2 separate regions of the Danio rerio genome follow, and region 1 is linked to region 2. A link is a contact called in public Micro-C data. All regions are on one chromosome and are shown on one strand. The core of a region is the stretch at or near the end of the contact, and the rest is flanking DNA. Distances in the headings are between cores, read along the strand shown.

Region 1 (2,700 bases), core at 49-2,548, 57 kb after region 2:
TTTAATTATTTAAGCTAAATAAATACGTCAGGGATTACACACACACGCAAAATAGCATATAAACTGGCTCAGCATGCATTCACACATCAATTGTCTTTTTTCTGCAAGGGAAGCTTCCTGTCAATATTCATGACCAAGAAGCCCTGATGCCTCATGGATGCACTGAAATCGAGCACTGCGCTCATTCTGCAGGGCAGCTGCGTCACATGCACCACTGCATGTGTACTGTTGTTTACTTTGCATTCTTGAAATAAATACACAAGGTAAATGTCAAAACGCAATCACTCACCTCGTCTTTTCCTTCAGTGCTGCTGTCCTGCTGCTCAGATGTGCAGAGTTTCCTTTTGTTTTTGCTCTCGGTTTTCTTCATTCTGATGGATGGCGGCTGAGCGCTACTCTAATGTTAATATTTTGTTGAATCCAGTGGTCAGTGCATTCAGATACTGAAACAAATCTCGCCCTGGTACATGGTGAGCAAACCTCTCCTCAACTTTGGTCCACAAATACAGAATAAATGATGAACGCAGGTTTGCTTTTGTGTTGCACTCTCGACCTTAAGTTACAACCCCATCTGCCATGACAGCCAGTCTGTTTTTCTTCTCTTTTTCCGTCAAATACTGCTTTGTTTTCAGTTTTATGTAAACTATGCGGTTTTAGCGCCGAAAATCACCCGGCGGAACACGCTAGCTCGCTAGCAGTTTGTTGATAAAGTTTGACAACATCCGCAAAATAAACGCCTTTTGAGTTTACCAAAATTGAGAAAGTGATCGTTTAAAAGCAATGTGTAAATGAACTCGCCGGGCTCGAGTCTGTCACCGTGAGAGTGTAACGACAGGTTATCATTATGCTGAATAATGCCGCGTTTCCAACGTGTTTGCTGCCGTTTGAAGTCTTCCAGCGGATTGTCTCGTCTTGGTGAACCAATACTTTAGCATTCCAGTTATAACAAAACAAAGAGCTAACGTATAAAAACAGAAAATTTCCTCATCCACTAAACTGCCAGCAGACTGGAGATACACTTCGCCGCAGAGCCACAACACAGCGTTTAACTGTCCATCATGTCTCGTGAGTCTAGAGAGCGAGCTCTGTTTTGACGCGGATCATTATATCTAGCGGTCGCGAAGCTCCGCGTTTCTCCTTCAGTCTCGCTTTTCTTCAGACGTCAGCCCGGCCGGGTGCGGGGGAAACGGCTCGGTGCCGAAAACAATCGCTAATCAGACCCGGTGTTCTGTCATGCCGTCGCTTTTCTCCGAGGAGGAAATCTAGTAGCTTCCTGAAGCTCGCATCAAGTGAACGACCGCCGGTGAGCGCCAAATGCTGATCTAAGTTCAGTCTGTGTAGCAGAGTCTCAGAGAGGAGTCTTGCATATGCACTCGAGAGCTGATCTGAGTTCAGTGTGTAGGAGCAGATTCTAACTAAGTGGGGGAGTCTTGCATTGCATATACACCGGAGGGCTGATCTGGGAACGTTGTTTCCTCCAATGGCTTAGAAGGGGCAAGTGAAAAGATCGCTTTTTGGAGAAATTCGACTTTAGTTTGTTTTTGCTGCCATCTGCTGAGACTAAAGTAACCCTTCCTGCTTAAAACAATGTATAGATCCAAGCTCTCTGTACTATTCCTATTCTATATATTTGAGAAAAATAGAGGCTCAGCATATAATAATAAAACATTTAAAAATATATTATGAAATAAAAATATATAAATAAGTAATGCAAAATATTAAAGATTAATAAAAAATAAACATGAAAAAAGTAAAACTAATATTTTAATGAATACATAAATTAATACAATAGTATGCATAAGGGAAAAAAAACAGAAAAAAAACATATTCTAAATAATAATTTGTTCAGAAATTAAACTTTAACAACAGGGAAATTTAGCACTTAAACTTACTTTTCTTTTTAAATGCTTTTTTCTGTGGTTTGTGTGTGTGTGTGTGTGTGTGTGTACATATAAATAGTCCCTTTATTAATCTGGGGTCACCACAGCGGAATGAACCGCCAACTTATCCAACAAGTTTTTACGCAGCGGATGCCCTTCCAGCCGCAACCCATCTTTGGGAAACATCCACACACACATTCACACACACACACACACACACACACACACACACACACACACACACACACACACAGGACAATTTAGCCTACCCAATTCACCTGTACCGCATGTCTTTGGACTGTGGGGGAAACCGGAGCACCCGGAGGAAACCCACGCGAGCGCAGGGAGAACATGCAAACTCCACACAGAAACGCCAACTGAGCCGAGACTCGAATCAGCGACCCAGCGACCTTCTTGCTGTGAGGCGACAGCACTACCTACTGCGCCACTGCTTCGCCTATATATATATATATATATATATATATATATATATATATATATATATATATATATATATATATATATATATATATAATTAATGGAGAGATTTTTTTCAACACATTTCTAAACTTAATAGTTTTACTAACTCATTTCTAATAGCTGATTTATTTTATCTTTGCCATGATGACAGTACAATATTTTACTAGATATTTTTAAGAAACTAGTATTCAGCTTAAAGTGACATTTAAAGGCTTAACTAGGTTAATTAGGCAGGTTAGGGTAATTCAATTCAATTCATGTTTATTTTTAAAGTGCTTTTCACAATGAAGATTGTGTCAAAGCAGCTTAACATAGTTCTAGTAAAGTCCAGATTTCACAG
Region 2 (2,700 bases), core at 200-2,699:
AATTGGATGAATGAAAGCTTTTTTCCAATGTAGGGTCTTAATTCAGAATAAGAATAGAATGCAGCTGTTATCTTTCTATGGACAACTGAACCACTTTATTTACCCAAGTAACACTTGGTTTTAAAGGCAATTGGTTTTCATTTTATTTTCAACTTTTTTCAGAAAAAATTAAGTCACAAAGGTTACAAACAACTTGAGTGTTGATTAGTTTGTCAATTTAGGAGGATTTATTTTTTTAAAGGCAAACGATGTCCAACAGTACTAGCAAGCATTGTTAATAAAGTGGCAGATAGGTGTCTAATATTACATTAAATCATTATATAAAACTATACATTTATATTAGCATTTGAAACACCTAAAGGTGAAATAGGGGATTATCTTTTAGCATCATAAAACATTTTCTATGCTTGTTAAAATTCTAAAAAAATCTTAACATCCTAACAGCAATCATTAACTTGGGTAATATATATATATATATATATATATATATATATATATATATATATATATATATATATATATATATATATATATTCTGTGGAAGGTATAGGACCAAGAAAAGTTTGTCCAAACAAAACGGTTCATCCAAACATTAAGATAAACTTCAGAATGTCCGTCAGACAGAGAGTGGCAAGCAAACATCAATAACCTTCCATGTTTTTTTTGTCAAGTTTTTAATTACTAACTACTGTACTATCAAGTTTTTTTAGTGACTGTTACATGACGAATTGTATTAGTGAGGCATGGATTTGGATGGCAGTTTGCAGGGTGGGATGTAGGCTTTCAGGGCTATCAGGCTATCTTCCACTGACTGCACTTTAATTTGACATGCCTTTTGGCATTTTCCCTAAATGGTGTAATACTAGCCATGGACAGCAGATGTAGCTATGGCTCTAGGCTTTAGAAAGCTCAAACTCCCTGTAAACATCTTTATAAAAGACTTCATCAGAAAATGTTATACTGCTGAAATTAACACACATTTATTATATTCTTTAAAGTCCTCACCTCTAAACAATAAAACCATCCACATCATATTGTATTTGCTTAGATATACAATGGGAAACAGGATGAATACAACACACATGGAAATATGCGAGTTTCCATCATTCATAAGAAGTACATTTGCATTTGTTTGTTGCTGTATTCCAGTCACGCATCATCAGTCACAACTGTGGAACATTCAGTCCTAAGGTTATGTCAGTGTGACATCTTGTTCAGAGGTGTAAACAGGATCCAAAAGTCAATGGGAGGTGAACTAATGTTTAAAAGTTTGGCCACATGTAACACACAGCTCTTAATGGGGAAAAATATGCTCAATAAACGTATCTGGATCCATCAGGCTATCATTCTTACAAATCAATATAAATGGACAGAGAGACACTGCACTCACCAGTCCCGCAGTGAGAGACGGGGCAGACTGGCCAAAGGACTGACTCCTCATGCGGACCAAGTTATTGGGCTCCCCTGTGTGCTGCTGCCAGGCCAGCTGACTCACTCCTCCATGCATACTGCTGGACAGAGGCAGAAGCTGCTTTCCTGCGGCACACAGAACAAGCCAGAGTCACGACATGGTCTGTATGTACTTCTTTACATATATTTATGAGTGTGTGTGTCTGCATTCTGCATTTACAAACCAAATTAAAGCCAAGCCACATGTCATCTGTATAAATCTGCATGTTTTATACAGTGTGAGCAAAATTCAGCAATTTTCCAGAGCAATACATGCAAGCACATTTGTGACGTTGATCATCTTAAAGTATTATGTATACAGGACCTAAAAATAAAACGTTGATGCACCTGCTAAAAGCCAAAAGCTTGCAAAAACTGACAAATATGTTTTACTTGCTATTAAAACTGTGAAGTATTTAATTGAAAATATTAAAATTTAAATTATATAGAAAAAAGTGTATTTACAAGTAAATGTCAGCTAAAATTGCTAATAATAAAATATTTAAACGCCAAAAAATTGTAAATTATGATAACACCTCTAATTGTAATATTATTATTCATATTATTATTAGCAATAGTAGTATAATAGTATCTAATAGTAGTATTAGTATTAAAGTGATATTTGTTTTATATAATATTATATTATTTAAATATGAATAATAAATTACAAAATTAGTTTATGCTTTTTTCAACGTTAAACAACACAGCTTCCGTTTTTAGGGTGAAATGCAAGGAAGCTTGCAAAGATGTTTGATGCTTGCTGCATTTTCTAATTCTAAAAAATTTAAATTCACATTCTATTAAAATTTAGGTCACAGAAATTGCAGATTTTGAGTTTGAAACGGTCCAAGACACTGATTATCATGAGCTGCTCACATAAAACAATGACAGTGTTCTGTATCTTATATTTATATTTAATATATATTTATACGATCACACAAACTCTTTGCAATGCGATACTCATACTAAACCACATTACATTTTCAGGTTTGTTTGTTTACTTTCCCTGGATCTTTTCCAGTGACATGATATCTTTCTTTCTCTCTCTCTCCTTGTCTTTATACACACACACACACACACACACACACACACACACACACACACACACACACACACACACACACACACAAACACACACAAAATTGTTCTGTTCATCAAGGCAATATTTACTAAATGTAAAAAAGTGTTAAATTGTTAAATACTTATTTATTAAATATTTATTTACTACTTATTGTATGCAGTTTCAAATGA

Evidence for each region. A called contact is a pair of places that touch in the nucleus more often than the background predicts.
Region 1: a Micro-C map of caudal fin shows a contact between it and region 2, with 13 times the contacts expected there. The contact joins the promoter of mast2 here to the enhancer-like site in region 2. A contact is called at or near these places in 7 of 18 Hi-C or Micro-C datasets (caudal fin, embryo, fibroblasts and 3 more) and 2 of 4 datasets of contacts at active chromatin or transcription factors (caudal fin and gastrula embryo).

What each region holds. Positions count from the first base shown.
Region 1 is chr6:36,392,282-36,394,981 of GRCz12tu, forward strand. mast2 (microtubule associated serine/threonine kinase 2) reads right to left here and starts at 1,299. Exons shown (of 29, transcript XM_073954326.1): 1 at 290-1,299. The coding sequence starts at 370.
Region 2 is chr6:36,334,767-36,337,466 of GRCz12tu, forward strand. It overlaps mast2 (microtubule associated serine/threonine kinase 2), which reads right to left. Exons shown (of 29, transcript XM_073954326.1): 3 at 1,391-1,536. Among named protein-coding and RNA genes, the nearest start is that of mast2, 57 kb to the right of the region's middle. Within about 2 kb of position 1,450, at least 9 of the 62 cell types and tissues checked have an H3K27ac peak or open chromatin away from gene starts, as enhancers often do. A contact at or near this core is called in caudal fin, where this site is marked.